2 separate regions of the Mus musculus genome follow, and region 2 is linked to region 1. The links are chromatin contacts, called in public targeted proximity ligation maps. All regions are on one chromosome and are shown on one strand. The core of a region is the stretch at or near the end of the contact, and the rest is flanking DNA. Distances in the headings are between cores, read along the strand shown.

Region 1 (3,819 bases), core at 1,000-3,499:
TACAGCACATTAATTGGACTGTCTTATAAGATAGGAACCAAGATGTCTGACAATGACACCCTGGAAGTGCAGAGGAGGGAACACACTAGCTGCTCAGTCCCCAAAGTAGATAGCCTCATAAATCCCAATATGGTACTGAAAGCCTGGCAGCTCCCATTTAGCCCTTGTCAGAAGGTTGCAGAAGCAGGGTCTGATGCTGGCTGGGAGGCCAATGGGGTGTTGCCAAGTGGTATCATCTCCATTTCTACTCCCTTCTTCCTGGGTACCGTATATTAGATGCTGAATAAGAGTACATAGAGCCTTTTGGAAAGCCTTGGTCCAGCCCTGTTAAGGTAGTGCTCTCTGATTAGCATTGCAACTAATCTTCAAAAGGGCATGCCACTATTCTACCAGGCCAGATGCTTCAGGAAGATGGGGGTCATGGTTAAGACCAGTGAATTCCATGGGCACAAGTCCACTAATACAGCTCTTTGACTGTGAAGCGAGTTCCTTGGCCAGCAAATGCTTCATGGAAAAGCTTGATTCTCCAAATCCATGAACGGTAACTTTGACAGAAGCGATAACACAAAGAAGGCAAATGTATATCCAGAACAAGTGTCTACTCTAGAAAGGACCAAGTACCGCCCTTTCCACAATGGCGGCCACCGAAGCTGGAGTCCAGTACCAGATCAGCAAAGGTTGGCAGGAGTGGTGACAGACACCACCTTCAGAAAGCAATGGCGAAAGTAGGCACACACTGCCTCCTCCTAAGACCTCTTTATATCTGGACCAACTGTGGAAGGTGTCAGCCCTTTGAGGGTGGCTTCCCCACCCTCATTATTCCCCTACAGAAACACCGAGATAGACACAACCAGAGGGGCTTCCTAGGTGACTCTAAATCTTGCCAAGTTGTCAATCAGGGCCAACTATCACACTGACAATTAAATTCAGTTTCAATGACTTCCTACTGTTCCTGTCTTATCCCAGCAATCTGTTAAATGTGCTAGGATAACTATAATTATAAAACATGATTGTTCTATGTTTTTTATACTTCAAAGGAAAGAGCTCAAACCCAACCATTTCATCCCTTTTATCTTTAACATTATTGTTAGTGGAGCACAACACATCTCAAAATCCACCATCTTGGAAATGTTTAGGTATGTAGTCTGTGCACTAAAAACAGTGACATTGTAGCTGGGCATGGCGCCTTTAATCCCAGCACTAGAGAGACAGAGGCAGGTGGATCTAAGTTCAGGCTAACCTAGTCTACATAGGTTCCAGGACAGCCAGGACCATGTAGCCACCCCCCAAATTACATTTTCACTGTATTATCACATCACCAAAATGTGTCCATCACCCCAATGAGAAATTCTGTTAAGCAATAGTTCCCCAGTTCCCCGTTACCTAACCCCCAACCCCTGTACATCAATAAATCACCATTCTATGGGAAGTTTTTAGGGGCTGAAGTAAGTGGATAAAAACCTTTTTTGTTCCTTTTTGGTGGGCTTGTTTTAATTAGCAAAATGGCTTTAAAGTCATATATGTTAAACCATGAGTTGAAATCCCTTTACTATTTATTTGTAAATATGTGTAGTATATGTGTATGAATAGAGCTGTGTGTGTGTGTATAAATACACACACACACACACACACACACACACACACACACACGGCCATCACTCCCCAACACCTGCCCCAGAGGATTAGTCTTTCTCCACATATATCTACACCAGAAGCCATTGGCAGAGGTGAGCCAGGCAGTAGCCTGAGTGGGGCCAGCTCACCTGTAGAAGGGGTGGGCCAGCTCTCCAGCACCCATGTACATTAACATGCCTTTAGGCAGCAGCTCAGACCATGGGCTTCAGGTAACCAGGGTCACCAATACATACAAGACTCGTGAGCATAGCAGGCCACTGACCCACCCACCGCCCTCAGCAGCTACCCAGGCCACTAACACCCAGATCTTTTATGTGGGTGCTGAGGGTCTAAACCATGTCCTCATGCATGCATGGCAAGCTCTTTACTAACTGGGGCAACTCCCCAACCCCAATTTCCTTCTTTTAAAAGCAAAATAAACACATTCTGATTTGTGTGTAGAGAGTATTCTATTTCTCCGTTCACTTATCAGTAAATATTGAGGTTTCTTTCGAGTCTTAGCAATCATAAATAATGTTGCTGAGAACATGGGTGGGCCGTCTAACCAGGGGTGGCATGGCTGGGTCACGTGTACTTCTATCTTTTATGCTTTGAGGAACTGCCATAGAACTTTCCATGGTAGCTCAGCCATGCAGCCATTTCAAAACACCATAAACCACAGCAGGGCTTGCCTTTTCCCACATCCTCATCAGCATAGTCGTTATTTTCTGTTTTTGTTTTATTTTTTAAGACCGCATCTTCAAAACCAATTAATTGAATTCTTTTTTTTTTTTAATCTCATCTATGCAGTTGGCTAAAAATGGCAGAAAACCAGATCTGCATCAACTTTAAATACCTCCAGGGAGACAATTTTAATAAAGTAACTGAGAAGGAAAAAACAAGATAGAGAAGGAGAAGAGGGAGGGGAAGGAAGGAGAGCAAGTGCTGGAAACACACACACACACACACACACACACACACAGAGACCTGAAACACCCACTTCCGAGGCCAGCACTGCGGGAACCTTCGGCCTCTTTACCTGCAGACAAATACCTTGCCTTCAGAGCTCTTGGGAGAAGTTACAGAGCCCCACCCAGCACAACATCCAGACCTAATAAGCACTAAGATGTGGGAGGTTCAGATGGTAAGGAAGCAAAGTTTTGTTATTACTGGAAAACCACCAGAACTTACAGAAGGCCTCATGTTAGTCAGCATTTCAGTACAGACTTGCCAGCCATTCATGTGATACTGTCTTATATAATTGGGCATGTACTTCCCAGGCCTCAAGGATGCCACTAGTGTTAACATTAATAGCATATTCACTATTAAAAATGTAAGAACACAAACATATTCTTCCAGGGAGTAGACACGGTATCAGAGCTTAAGCAATGGTAACAGCACTAAATTACACCTTTCCACAGTTTGAAAGCAGCAGCAACATCAAAAACCATACACCTGAGATTATAATTAACCTAGTTATACAGCCAAGGAAGGAGGACATTAGAGACAACTGTTCACTTTTTTTTTTTTTTTTTTTTTGGTTAACCAATTAAAATGGCTGTCTTTTAAAGCGTTGGTTTAGGCTAAGTTCATATGTCAGTATGTGGAAAAGCAAAGAAATCATTGAAGACCTCACAGACACCTTCTTCTTAGAATTGTGTCTGGCCTTTCCATGATATTCAGAGAATCTAGGCTAGAGAATCAAAACTATGCTACCCAAACTCCCACTCGAAAGCTGCCCTTTAGCCTGTTTCTGGAAACTTACTAATCTACTACAGCAAAGTGCAGAAACCTTGAAATGTTATAAGTACCAGCTGAAGTGTTATAAAAGATGGATACATTTAAACATTAATTACACACAAGTGAGTTTTCAAATAAAAGCTAAGTGAAGACAACATGCAAATCAACCTTCTGCAAGACCTTTGTCCTGGTCTAAATACTTTACACTTCCAACCTGCACAAGCCTTCTCCTTTGCGTTCCATCAATATTACAATGTATTCTGAATGGCTCCTTACAACTGATGCATTCTTTGCATACTCTGCTGAGAAATATCCATGTCAAAAGACACTAAAGTATTAGTTATGCTACTAATTCAGATCTCGAATCTTTCCATGATATCAAGTCACAATAACCTCTTCTTTCTATCCACCCAAAGAAATGGCCTACAACACAGCACCTTGACCATGGCCTTAGTGTAGGCGTAT
Region 2 (3,938 bases), core at 1,010-3,509, 2.3 Mb after region 1:
GTGTGTGTGTACACATCCTTGTGCATGTCAAGGGAGACATTAGATATTCTCCCAGACACAAGACACTTAGCAGCAGCTAGCCAAGAAGGAAGGGGTGTGGAGAAAGGGAAGAGGCAGGCAGAGCAGTGTATGCTACGATGTTACACTTCTCCTTTGCTCCAACCTCAACCAAAGTTGGACAAAGAGACTGTACAGCTGGCTTGACTTATGTTGTTGAGTTTAAAAGACTGAAACAGATCCCCTATCCAATGTACCATCAGAAGCCTAGAAGCCTGGGTATGCACTACACCCTGTCTACATGTGCTCAGTGCAGGGAATTATGGGCCAGATTATGTACCCTTACTAAAGCTGCATTTATTAAATGAATAAATAAAGCTAGAAACTCACAAGTGGTTTCTTTCAAAAGGAAGGTTTCTCTACAGAAAGACCCAATGAAATCAAAACAATGGCCTGGAGCCCTTTCTTTGCAAGACAACTCACAAGTCACGATGAGAACTTTCACCTATGACTCAAATGGCTCAGTTGGCAACCCTTGGAGAGTCTGTGCCTAGGCCACGCCTGAGAAGTCTGCTTCCTCATGTTGCATGTAGTTGTTTCTAGTCTTCACAGCCCAGAATTCAATCTCACCCCCCAGGTAAGCAGATGCAGAATTGTTCAGGTACAAATGAGATATCTGATTCCCCAGTTAGGTGACAGTAATCGGTTGATTTCCCAATTAAACAATTAGTAAGTCAATTGGCCTTGTGTTTTCCTTTTAATGCTGGCACAAGTAGTATTTCCTTGTTTTAGCTAAATAAAGTCTATATTATGGTTATAATAGGATCAGCTTGCTCAGTACTTATATAAGGACACGTTCTAAATTCAAGGAATACTACCTCTGCAGTTAAAACGCCCAAGTAGCTGCCCTTTGCCTTGGCCGTCTCCAGCAGGAAATGACTGAATTGATCTCAAAGAAATATGTTCTAAAGGTGCAAGCTTTTCAAATTCTTGGTCCAAGCAGGGAGTGAGAGCCTTGTAATATTAACACTCATCCTTAAGGCTGAGCAGATAAAAATAAAACCACTTCTCTATAAATGATTAATTTCTGCGTTTCATTTCCCTTAAGCACTTAGTGAATACTGTGGTAGTTCAGCATGTGATGAGAGTGATTGCTTAAAAGTGGGAAGATGGCTCAGTGGGAAAAGAGTAATTTCTGTGAAAGTCTAAGGATTTGAGTTCAAATGCCCCACCACCCACATTTAAAAACAAACAAACAAAAACCCTAAAAAGAAATCTAACATGGTATGAGATGGAGACAGTGGGATGCCTGGGACTTGCTGGCTACCAGACAGGTTCCAAACTCAGTGAGAGACCCTGTTTCAAAGGAATAGGATGGAGAATGACAGAGAAGAGCATCTAACACACACACACACACACACTGTATCTTAAATGGGAAATTGCAAGTTTAGTCTCCACTAGCCAGCCACAAGTACAGACGTCTGCTCCTCTGGATGGGGTGAAACATACACACACAGCCAGGACAGACTATTAAGGGATGTATGTATCTACATCCATTAGATCCATAAAGATTGTTGCTGCACAAAATCACGTCATAGCTGAGATTTAGACTTTCTCTGCAAACGAGACAGAGAGGTTGGAACAGGAGGCTGCAGGCAGCAGAACTTACAGGAGTACACGGGCAGAGCAGACACCTGGCTCCACTCTGTGTTCCTTTTGACACCCATGTGAAGCTAGTCATGCTGTCTGAAGAGCCCCCTCACCATTTATGTGTAACCCATTGCCCCCCACCAAGAATGTCACCCCAATAAATAAATGACATTTTAATGTATCTTATAGTTTCTTATAAAGAATAAGGCTACAGGACATTACTTTCTATATGTTAAAAGCATTCATTTCACAAAACAATATTACATTTCCATAGACCTGCTTTGAGATTTGTTTTCTCTGGTATAGGGGGAGTCTCCCCCCCACCCAAAGTGATTCACTCAAGGTTCCCTCAGCTTCTGCGCTGTCTCCTGTCTCCGGTGCCTAAATGAATGCCATCAAGATTGTAATGGGGAGAAGTGTGGTGGTCAGAGCAGGGAGAACCGTATTAATGAGTGATGGTTTGTGGGTGGCCTAGAGACTGGGAGGAAATCAAGAACGTTTCTGCAAGGGCTGTGGATGTGGCTTGGCAGTAGTGCTTGCCTAAGCATGCACTAAGGACATGGGTTCAATCCCCATCACTGCCAAACAAAAGGAAAATGACTTAGCAATTTCTAGTCTAGGTCACTGAAAGGGTGATGTGCTATTAATAGGCAGCCAAAAGGGAAGTGGCATTCACAAGATTGGTGCCATTTTGGGTACTTTTTTTTTTTTTTTTTTTTTGGCTTTCAGCAAGGCAGATTAACAGCATTGACCACAGTGCTCCTGAATAGACAAAGAGATTCTGGCCAGGACCTAGGCGTGGGCCATGGAGAGCGAACCATAAGGAAAGCATCTGCACAGGTCTTGGAGAAATCACAACTCCTTTAGGTAACTGAGTCACAAAATTCCTTGTAAAGACCCCCCTGAGGCTGCCTTGTAAACACACAGATCACGGACTTCCGCAAGGGAGGGTGGGGTCTCCTCAGAATTGGTGAAGGAAGACTAGGATCTAAAGCTGAATACAGATCTGACTCAGCACTCTCAGGCAAGACAAGAGCATCCACCTCCCCAGCCTGCAAGGGGACCACCTTCTGTCCACAAGCATTGCTATCTCTTTGAGGGGGCATCTTTGCCTCCCTTCACAAGAAACACCTTCACCAGTCACAATGCAATGTGTGTGCACAAGACAAGGAGCCCTGTATGCTTGCTTAACTGCAGTGTGGAGGCAGAAGCCTGCAGGGGAGGGGTGACTGTAGTACATTCTCCCAGCAGAGATTTAACTGGGAACCTTAGAAAAAATGGCTGGTAGTAGTAATTACTACTTAACTACGAACATTATAGGAAATAATATCTACACTCATTTTTCTTTGGATAGAATCTAAAAGCTGATGTTGTTTTCCTGGTTGTTTTGTTTTTTGGCTTTGGTTTTGGTTTTTGAAAAAAAGGGGAAGTAAAGTAAGATCATAGGCTCGTTCTTACATGAGATATATACTTTATGTGTTTGAAAGCAGAAAAAAAGTGATCAATGCCAGTCATCATTCAATCGTTTTGTAAAAGATTCACAAGGGGAGATGATAGTATAGCGCTATAAACACTAAAACAAAATCTCAAATGGATTTGGAAAAGGAAAACTGGCATAGCCACCTAAGCATTATAATATACTTAGTGTCTTGTGATGGAGACAGAAGAAACAAGCATCTCACATGACATAACAATATAAGTATTTCTATATACTATTTATTAACTTGCACAATATATAGGTATTTTTTTGCTGTTGTTGATTTGTTTGAGCAGCAATGTTTGTTAGCTGAAAATTCAAATGAGCACAAAAGTTCATTAATAGATACTTTTTAAACAAACCATGACATAAATATGCAATGGAATACTATGCATCTTCAGATAAGTGTTCTAAGAATTATTGGGAAGATCTCTGTGATAGGAAATAAACACACTTTTTGTGAGCTTGCTGATAGCAAATAATTCAGAGAATAAAATACTATGTCCTTTATGGCACCTTTTGAATTTAAAAGGTGGAAACAAAAAATAATCCATATTTGTTTCTAATGAGCATGTGGAAGATACAAAGATGTTAAATGAAGGTATTATACAGCAAGAACACATGTTAAAAACTGGAAAGTAAGACAGAAAAAGAAGTATTTACTGTTATCTTTCTGGTCTTTTTTTTGGCAGGGGGAGGCTAGTTTTTAAATTGCAAAAGCCAACTGTTTAATGTTCACAACAGTCCATTACATAAAATGTTTCGTTAATAAACAAAGTAAGGGGGCATTTTTAAACTGTAAATGGAATGTGAC

The links.
Region 2: a targeted proximity ligation map of bone marrow-derived dendritic cells shows a contact between it and region 1, with 11 times the contacts expected there. A contact is called at or near these places in 1 of 39 promoter capture datasets (liver) and 1 of 130 datasets of targeted methods (bone marrow-derived dendritic cells).

Annotation. Positions count from the first base shown.
Region 1 is chr19:32,264,357-32,268,175 of GRCm38.p6, forward strand. All of the region lies in intron 3 of Sgms1 (sphingomyelin synthase 1), which reads right to left. Among named protein-coding and RNA genes, the nearest start is that of Sgms1, 120 kb to the right of the region's middle.
Region 2 is chr19:34,519,317-34,523,254 of GRCm38.p6, forward strand. The region is part of intron 3 of Lipa (lysosomal acid lipase A); the gene reads right to left. Among named protein-coding and RNA genes, the nearest start is that of Lipa, 6.2 kb to the right of the region's middle.